Regions from separate parts of the Anser cygnoides genome. Here region 2 is linked to region 1. The links are chromatin contacts, called in public Hi-C maps. All regions are on one chromosome and are shown on one strand. The core of a region is the stretch at or near the end of the contact, and the rest is flanking DNA. Distances in the headings are between cores, read along the strand shown.

The links. Hi-C and Micro-C count contacts between places; a contact is called where the count stands out from the background.
Region 2: a Hi-C map of liver shows a contact between it and region 1, with 3 times the contacts expected there. The contact joins two enhancer-like sites. A contact is called at or near these places in 2 of 7 Hi-C or Micro-C datasets (both in liver).

What each region holds. Positions count from the first base shown.
Region 1 is chr4:6,378,359-6,383,588 of Taihu_goose_T2T_genome, forward strand. No RefSeq gene overlaps it. Among named protein-coding and RNA genes, the nearest start is that of ST3GAL5, 5.7 kb to the right of the region's middle. Within about 2 kb of position 2,118, at least 2 of the 3 cell types and tissues checked have open chromatin away from gene starts, as enhancers often do. A contact at or near this core is called in liver, where this site is marked.
Region 2 is chr4:6,462,950-6,467,783 of Taihu_goose_T2T_genome, forward strand. ATOH8 (atonal bHLH transcription factor 8) reads right to left here. Exons shown (of 3, transcript XM_048047474.2): 3 at 2,434-4,004. The coding sequence ends at 3,999. Among named protein-coding and RNA genes, the nearest start is that of ATOH8, 21 kb to the right of the region's middle. Within about 2 kb of position 2,267, at least 2 of the 3 cell types and tissues checked have open chromatin away from gene starts, as enhancers often do. A contact at or near this core is called in liver, where this site is marked.

The DNA.
Region 1 (5,230 bases), core at 868-3,367:
CATCGGTTCTGCTTTGCCAGGTTGCCACCCAAGACCGACAGCGTTTTGTGTGTCCGAGCATCTGCATGAGTGAACGTAGTCTTGCCGTGACTTATCTGGGAAATAGGAATGTGACTCATACCAACATCCGCAGGGTGTAACTTACCCAGCAATGGATGAAGGTCAAGCTGAGGTTTGGCTGAGAGAACCTGACGCACACAGGTCCACGGGACCTGAGAGGCTGTGTCCACGGTGCTGAGAACGTTCTTGCAAGGCCACTCCATAATCTTCAAAAGGGCATGGAGGTTGGTGGGCAACTGGAAAAGGCAAATGCCAAACCTGTTTTCAAAAAAGGCTAAAGAATCAACCTGGGGAAAACAACTGGGTCAGTCTCACTTCAGACCCTGAGAAAATCATGGAGCATGGCCTCATGGAGCGTGTTTCTGGACACCTGAAGGAGAAAGGTCTAGCAAAAGGTCTGGATTTACCAAGAGTAAATCATGCCTGATCAACCTGATTCCCTTCTGAAATAAAATGACTGGATTTGTGGATGAGGGGAGAGCAGCAGATCCCACTTACTTTGACTTCAGCTTGCTTTCAACAGCATCTCTAATGATATTCTTGTATCCAAGTTAAGATGTTATGGTCTGGATTGGGGGGCAACGGGATGGCTGAAGACTTGGTTGGATGATCAGGGTCAGAGGGTGGCTGAAGACGTGTGCTCCTGGTGGTTGCTAACAGATGGGGTAATGCGGGGGTCTATCCTGGGACCCATCCTGTTTAACATTATCCGTGTTATCCGTGACCTGGAGGAGGTGACAGAGTGCTCTCTCATCAGGCCTGCAGGAGACACAAGGCCGGGAGGACCAGCCCATATTACTGAGGGCAGGGCTGCCGCTCAGAAAGACCTACAACACTGGAGGGGAACCTTTAAGAGTCAACAGAAGCTTTATGAAATCCCACAAGAACTTGTGCAAAGCCCTGCCGCTGGGGAAGGAAGCACGCCTGGCAATGACACAGGCTGGGGAAAGACCAGGTGGGGAGCAGCTCTCCTGGGCAAAACTTGAGAAGATGGAGCCAGGATCTTCACTGAGGTGCATGGAGGGGGAATGAAGAGACGTTGATTAATTGGAACATGAAACCTTCTGACTAGATATAAGGAAACCCTTTCTCACCGTGACGAGAGTCAAATAGCAGGGCAGGTTGCCCAGAGATGTTGTAAAAACTCCGTTCTTTGACATTTTCAAGGCCTGACTGGGTAACGTCTTGAGCAACCTGGTCTGACCTCAGAGCTGACGCTGGAGCAGAAGTTTGGAGAAGCGATCTCCTGAGGGCCCATCTCATATGAATTGCCCTATGTTCCCAATGTATGTAATTTAAGTATATCTGCAGAGTAGCTTATTTACAAAAGGGAATGTTTGCTTAACTGATAAAGAATGGCACAGAAATAGTGTGGTGTGTGGCATATATGTACTTCCAGAGAAACAACCTTTTATTACGTTCCCTCCTCAGAGAGACGCCAAAGGTTACGGGAGATACGCTAAGTAAACAGGCTAATCAAAACCACAATGTTGGAATTTAAACCAGCGACTGATAAGTGCTAATACTTAACTCCGAAGAAAACTGCTAATCCGCCTAAACAAAATGCAGGAAAAATAAATGGTACCAGTGATTTTTATTGGGTGTTAAAGATTAAAAGTTCCATTTTAACGTGCCATCCTGGTAGAAGTTTCCATGAAGGTCTGGGGCAGGGGAGGAAGAGGGGGACGAAAGAAGCCAGAAGAGTCTTCCTCCTGGCTCAGGCTGGTGTGATAGCATTTTATCTTCTCTGGAGCGGCAGTCTGCAGACAGCCCTGTGGCCAAGATACGCCTCCCGGCTAGCTGAGCCATGGGGCTCGCCTTGTTACAGCCTCCCAGGGCTGTTTGGCACAGCAGGCTGGGCGCTCTTCTCCTCCCGGATTACTTTTCCCCACATGCTCTTCAAAACTACTCTCAGACAACTGCAGTCTCATAAAATGATTTAAGGTTATACTTGCTCTCTATCACTAATGTTTTGTGGCATTAGGTAATTGCTTAATTGAGCATTCAGGAAAGCATTAATATATTTTTCTCTGCAAATGCATTATTAATATATACATTACAATCTCTGCTGTTAAGGCTTTGTACAATTATTAATAGACTTACAATGATATGAACTGGACGAAAATATTTTCTTCGAGGAAAAAAGTGCAAAAGGTTACAGATTGTAACTGGTCTACCATCATTATAAGTTACATATTTGTATTAAAACTCCTTTACACCAATAGTCCCAAGCCTGTCTGCACCAGTCAAAGTGGAAAGCATGAATGTTTCTGTCCTGTTCCCCTTCAGTTCACAATGCCAGCTTGGGTGTTTGAGGAATAACGAACTGCTTCGTATCTACCCATTTTGACAACTGACTTGGCTGCAATACAGTGTTGTTTCTTTTCCCCAGAAGAGCACACCGTACAAAACACTGCCCCGTTCTTTCATGCTCTATTTAGGATTGCACTGACAACCTGTCTTCCCTGAAAGTGGGAAAGGCAGTACATCTGTGTGCATTAATTTGTTTTTAATGCTTCTGGGAAGAACACATTAAACACTTTTAATGAGATTTTTTTTTTTTTCAAAATAGCGTGGAGTGCTGAAAATGTAAGTGTCCTTAAATATAATACCGAGGTACAGGAAATGGTGAAGGGATCAAGGCAAAGACAAAAAGGAGCTGCAGAAGAAAAAAAAATGCTTGGGAAGATTATAGCAGCCGGGTGTCTCAGGGCTGGGAAGCAATATTCTGAGGCTGACTGTTAAAATAATCGTTAAAATGTAAAAACTGGGTAAGATACTTTTACTGATACTTTTTAAGATACTTTTACTGATACTTTACTGATACTTTTTACTGACCGTAAAAACTGGGTCAGATCAAAGCGACATCTAGCCCAGCCACCTTCTGTCAGTGGCTGATAGTGTGTGAATGGGAAGAGTGTAAGAACAGGGCAAGCACGTTCTGTATTTCCCCCCAGATACTTTCCCAGCTCTAGCAACTTGCCAGTCAGGAACTTGCTGAGCTAGAGCAAGAGTCTTTGATGATTTTTCAGTTTCTTTTAAAGCCCGTGTAAAGTTTTGGTATCTACGATATCCTAAAGCAACAACAACCGATAGCTTAACTAGAGGCTATGTGAAGAATTATCTCCTTTTGTTTGTTTTGAGCCTTCGAAGGTCTGCTTTCATTTGATGTACCCCAGTTCTTGTACTTGATAAGCTAGAGAACAATCCCGATTCCTGCTCCTTATTTGGACCACTGAAAATGTTATAGGCTGTGATCTTACCCCACAGCTGCAGACTGAAGAGACCCAGTCGAGTTAGCCATGCCCCACCTGGAAGCCCTCCTGCTATTTCTGATCATTCTGTTAAATGTCTTGAGTCTTTTCCAGTTCTACAATATTATTTCTGAGAAGGGGTACTACACCTGCGCAAGGAATTCAAGACATAGGTGCATCAGGGATTTATACAATGACGTTGCATAAAACTATTCTTTCTGGTTTGATCTCTCTTTCTCTCCTAATATTTTTTAACACAATTGTAACAATTCTCAATTTATATTTTGATCACTCCTGAGCCCTGAGCTGAGGTTATCACAGCATCACCTCTTGTTACCTCACAATTTTTTTTCCTCAGTGGTAAAAGTCAACTCAAAGCTCCTCAGTATATATATATATATAAAGCCAGGATTATTTTTTCTCATACATTACCCTTTCATATTTATCTGATTTGAATTTCACCTGCCGTTTAGTCCCTGAATCAATACAGTTATTCGCAGCTCTTCACAATTAGCCCTACCATGCAGAGCTTAAGTATCATCAGCATGTTTTGTAAGTCACTATTCACCTCTATTTCTATCGGTTATTTGTCCATATCTCATAACCCTTAGCAACCTATTTTTTTTAAAAGTTCCTTTCAGGATCTTACTGAGTGCTTTTCCTCAGAAGCAGTTCATTGAATCTCTCCTGGTCCATGAGCTTGCTGTGAGACACTAATTTTCTCTACCAAAGCTATACTGACTTCCCCTAATGTGTCCTCTTCATGTGTTCACTAAGTTTCTTCCGTTCTTCAGCATAATTTTTACTTATTTGTCTAGTAAGGATGTCAGGCTTCTGGTTCAACAGTTTCCAAAATCCTCACTGAAATCCCTTCAATAACCTGATGTCCCATGAGCAACCTTTCAGTGCCCTGTGATGCCGAGGTAGTTTTAAGTGAGAAGTTAGAGATAGAAGTTAGTACCTGCTCTTCCTCATCTCTGAGCTGCTTGAAAACTCCTGGCTGAACGCCACCTGGCCTCAGCAGTCTGCTACTGTTCAGTTTTCAAACATTCCACCCTCTTTTCTAGTTACACTTCACCTTGAGACACGTCTTCCAATCACTCCCCTTAAAGAAGCTTCCCAGTATTGGAATTTGCCCCAGTTCACCCATGCCATTCGTAAACGCAAAAATCCATTTAGTATTTATTCTGTGGCTGTATCTTTGCCACGTGATCCTTCTGCATCTTTGCTATCTATTAGCCTTACAGACTGGTCAAACTCTCTGGCAGGCTTCCTGATTTTTGATTTGCTCAGAGAAAGATTTATTATTATTATTATCTTTTCTATCTTTTCTGAGTTGCTCCCAAATCTTCTTTTCTGACTTATCATGTTTTGGGATTGAACCCATCAGAGCTTATAGTCCTTTCTTTTCCTACTTTGGATACAACTTCTACTTGTTGAAGGAAGACATCTTCATCCTGTAATGTTCCTCACCACGCTTTCAGTTGTACAGTCTGCCTTGTAGAAATGCTCTGTTCTGGTGCAGTTCTTCTTCCTCCAGAACAGCGTCTTTAAACAGTCTCCATGCCACCCTTAAATATTTAAATATTTTAGATATTCCTTTTAGTCTCCTTTTATTGAAAAGTCTTTTTTAAAAAAATATTACTCCTCTTTTCTGAAAAGAAAGCAGAGTAGTACTGATTTTCTTTTTCCCCGTGCTACAAGGGTTTTGAATCTAAGGACATTATGGTTGCTGTTACAGTGTGATTCTTTGTCAAGAGCATTATTATGGTAATAATATTATGGTATCTTCCCACTGAGATTAATAACGTCTTGGCTCCTGCCTCTGTTTGGAAGAAGACTGACAGGCCATAGTTTTACATGCTGTCCACGGGATATAGGCGTACTGCATAATTTTTCTGGTAATTGGTCCTCTA
Region 2 (4,834 bases), core at 1,017-3,516, 85 kb after region 1:
CTCTCAAGAGCACCTCGGAGGGATAATACAGGGAGAAAAACCCATAGGCTGGAGTCTGCCCTGAGGCATGTTCAGGGGCATGTGGTTGGGAGCCAGCTGTAGGTGTTAGAAAGCATTAAGTAAAAGCTCTGCTGAAAACCAGGGAATATTAATTCAGGCACCACTCCGTAGTTATCGACGGGACCTGGCTTGCATTTCGACAGCTTGGCTTGGGCAGAGGTCTCCACGTCGTCTGTCTGCCATCCTATTTCGGCATGGAAATACCCCAGCTAGAGCAGCGACGATGAACTGGAGCCATGGGGACCAACTCCAGCCTGCCAAAACAATTTTTTTCCCAGCCACGGGGGTACTGAGAGGTCAGCCTGTTCATGGGTGGTAGAGCAGGCACTCAGCTCGGGTCTTGTTGGGTCTGGTGGGGTGCAATGCGGTTGTGTTGGTCGTCTTCCCATACACCTGGCAGGGGTGGACCGTGCTTGTCCCTGCTCCAGGCTAGGGCTGGAAGCACTTCAGGGCAGGGATACGTTTTACAAGGATGGGAAAACCTTCTGCCCATAAAAGTGCATGTGCGCATGTGAGGAGCAGCATGACATGAGAGCACAGGTATGTGAAAAAAAAAAACAAAACACAACCAAACATTTATGTTGGTGAAATCCCACCACCTGTGAGTAAAAGAAAACCTTTGAATGAAAAAATAATCTGGTTTTATGGGGCACACAGACATGGCTGCTTCTGTGAATGGTCTTCTTGTTCTTCTTGAACAAGCCTAGTGGGGGAATGATGGTGGTGCTATGTTCATAAGATGGTCTTCTCCTTGGTCCTCACCCTTGGAATCTCCTTCACCATCGAACTTCTGCACAAACCTTTAGGTCAGAAATGAGGGGAAATGTCACTGCCCTTCACCCACTGCAGCTGTCAGCCGAGGCAGCAGGTGTGGTGTGAGCAGCAACGAGGTGCCGTGCTTTGTGTCTGGGGGATGTTATTGGCTTGGTGTATGAGTTCTGGTTTAATACGGTATTCAGGATCTGAAAATAAAATAAAATAAACATCCCACTGGCCTCTGGGGAATTGCTGCAGGTTCATGCTGTCAGAGCAGGATCTGGTCCTGTCTAGCCTGTCCATACCTCAGCAGTCCCAGGGAGGAGAAACATGATTTTTTTAATCAGAAAGCCCCCACCTTTTGTTCAGGGTCCCCTTTGCTCAGGGACACATCACCGCTCTGTCCTATGGTGGGTCCCAGTTGGTCTGGACGTCACAGGATATCGGCAGAGGTGACCCACCAGCTTCTCCTGTGCATCCCAGGCTGGGAGCCAAGGCTTTTGCTCTGCTTTGGCAGGAGGGTGACAACACGGAGGGTTTTGCTTTTCCAGCATGCTAACAAACATCGTCACCACGTTATTGGATGAGGAGAGCGATCACCTGCCGTGTTTGCTGGGCAGGAGTGAGGCAAGGTCAGCTCCCTACCTCGGCTGACCCCAGCCAGGACAACGGAGCGTCATCTCCACCATGGTTTTCAAGGAAAACACCAACATATTTGTTATCCTTTGGTAAAAATTTACCCTTCTTCTTGGTTTTGGAGCTGGTTGGTGGAGTTGGGCTGGGCTGGGACACACGGGGCAGTGTTATGGGGGATCATTGCCAGCCCCCTGGCTTTATCTCACCTCCCAGTTGGACTCCAAAGCCCAGCCAGAAAACACCTTGTCTCCTCTGGCAGAGCCTTGCTCACTTAAATCAAGGAAAGTAATTCAGTTTTTAACTTCTAGAGACATTTACCGGAGGGAAATGGATAGGGTGTGAATAGCAGGGCACGATTAAGGGAAGTGAAACTGGGAATGTGTAAATGAGCAACCTGATCTGAAGGGTTAATGTTTCCCTCATCAGAGGGACAAACGATATTGCGTGACCTAGAGCCCCAATCACAGCCTGACGGTGCTGCCCAGCTTGTGGCTTACGCATTTGCAGCAAATTTCTTATCTATCAGCAGCGATTGAAAAGGGGGAAAAAAGGCAAATAAAGATCAGCGGTATTGTATCACCGGCTCTCCCTGCAGACCTTGCTGTACTGATAATCATTAACTCTCCCAAACTGAGAGCCACCGCAGAGCTCAGGATTAAAACATAGCATTTCTCAAATTTACAGGAATTTAATGCATATTTGATGCTGCTTGAGGAGAGAAATGCCCAGCGTTTCCATAGCCCCTAGCTCCGCTGCACAGCCTGTGTGTGCCACGAGGAACATGGCCCTTGAAAGCAAATGCACTTTAAACCCAGCCCCTTGCTGTGGGTGCAAACACCTCAGAGTGTTTTTTTGTGCTCCTGTGGCCATGCACGAGTCGGTGCACTCAGCCCCTCTCCCAGTTATAAGCCAAAAGGACGTATTTAATGTATAAAGTGAAAGAAAGGGTCAAAAAACACGCTTAAGAAAGAAATACAAACGTCAATCTAAAAATGTATTTTATTGGGCTGCTAATAATGAACAGCGGTGAGGGCAGGGGGTGGTGAGCAGGATAATGAAAAGCTGGGGATCTGGACACAGCTGTCCCCTGCGTGCCCTGGGTATCTCGAGCATCCTCAGCGGGACCTCTCTCCTCCCCGCCTTGGGCAGGGGACGCAGAGAGTGGGGGGGGGGTCACCGTGGTCCTCCCACAGACCCCAGATGCTGCTCAAGCAAGCTCAGGTTTTTGGCACGCTCGACGTTCCCCTGCACACTGCTCAGGGCATCGGCTCGTGCAGGGAAATCAGCGGGCAGCCTCGAGGAGCTCAAGTCCGGCCTCACCGCCGGGCGGAGGAGCGAAGCAGGGGCTCGCCTGAGGGTGCTCGGCGGTGCCCTCCCAGCTCCGGGCCAGCTTCAGACCCCCCTGGTGCTTGATTTACGCTGCTGTAACTGGGATTTGAACCCAGCCTCGCTAACAACCTTTCCCTTTACTGGAAACAAAATACGTTCATCTCCTGGGTTTGGAAACCCATGTTATTTTACGTGAACACAGAGCTCTGTCCCCCATCATTAGCAGATGTCCTGCACACGAACTGCGTTTACCTATAAAGTCTGCTTACTCCAAGCAAATGTTTCTCCATTTTTTTCTTTCTTTTTACTTCAATTTGAAGTGAAAGGTACAGTATAGGATTCAAATGCCTTTGCATTACATGGGTTTCTGACCACTCGAAAACCCCATGGAAACAATGCCTTCATGAAACCGAAACGCCCGCTGAACCGCCTCGCTGCGTTTCACTCTGCCTAGCTGAACGTCCCTCTGATTTTCCTTTATTGCTTTACATAGCACTTAGCTTCTACTTATTTCAATTTTATTTCTTTATTAGAAAAACACCACCACAGATCCTGCTTCAGCTCTCACTGCGTGTCGGTATTGCTGCCCCGTGGAAGGTCGGGCCATCGCCAAAGAGGCAGAACCACGGAGCAGCTCCAAGGAAGGTGATAACCTGGTGGCTGAAGCCCCACGTGCTGTGTCCCAGCTCGCTCCCACACTGAAGGCTGGCTGCAGGGCTGCAGGACGGGAGGACTAAGAGGGGACTCGCAGAAGGATCCCGAAATTTCCGAAAATTCCCCGAGAGCTGGCCGGCCCACTCGCCATGATCTGAGCGGCGCCTCTGACTTCTCTTTGGCTCGAGGATTTAACGTTAAGGCAAAAATAAGACACAGTGTAGAAGCTCCATCAAATCTTTGGCACAACAGCAACAACAACAACAACAAAAAACGACTGTACACATGAGCTGAGAGGGGAACATTTCCCAGTTAAGCAAAGGGAAAAGTGCTAAATAAATTGCACGTACTAAAAGGTGGCTGGCTTAAAAACAATAAGAAGCATCGTCGTCCTTTTTGTTTCCTTTCTGTTCCAGAGATGAAGAAAGTTCCTTGGCCAATCGTCATCTCGAAAAGGGGTTTCTGCAAAAAAGCTGCTTGCAGTCTTCATCTGGATCATGCAACCTTTGCCAAGAACAGATGTAACTCTGGCTGGAAGCTCCTCCACCCTCCCTTCCCGGTTATTACTCCTGGAAAGAGAAAGAGGCATCGTCAGAACAGCGAGCACGTGCTGTCCTCACACGAACGACCCTGGGTGACGCACGCTGGGGTTTCCTTGGGACTCATTGACCCACGGTGCAAGCTTTTAAGGGTCTGGCTTGTGGCTACACAGCATCACCGTGTAGGTATGGCCGCGGCCAGAGTTCGTAGAGCAGAGGGGCTGGGAGAAAGAGAGAACAAGGAAGGTTTGGGGAGGAAACAGAACAAGGTAATTCGGTGCTGGCTCCAGCTCCCGCTGCATGAAATGAGAAACAATGGCAAACGCCTGCTTAGGAAAAGACCTCCGGGTCCATTTTCAGTTTCAGAAGTCAATCTCTGTACTACAAAGGGAAAGCAAGCGAGCTGGGGCAGCCCGGACTCGGGCAGGAGGTGGGGTTTACGGTGGTATTTTGGTTATTGGATTCATCCCCACGTGCACGGCTTCTCAGCCCGCAGGAGGGGCTGAGGCAGGTGTGTTTGGGTAACTGGGTTCAGTACACAATGCTAAGGCCAGGTTCGCAGCTGCCACTGGAAAACGCACAGCTCCAACGTGCAGCAGCTCCGGACAGGGAAAACCTCATCTAAACCCCCTCTGACATTAAAATAAGCCCTGTGAATATCCCACAAACAATCGTTAGCATACTTCAAAACACAGTAAAATCCTTTGGGCCTGCTCTTTCATGAGGTCACATCGCAGTTGTCCAAACTGCCTTCATCACGTGGGCTCCTAAATCCTCCTTTAAGTAACTGAGGAATTTAGAAACTTGGAAATCAGATCCCGTTTTCTGAGTCCAACCACTGTTTCTTGCTTTTCGCCAGT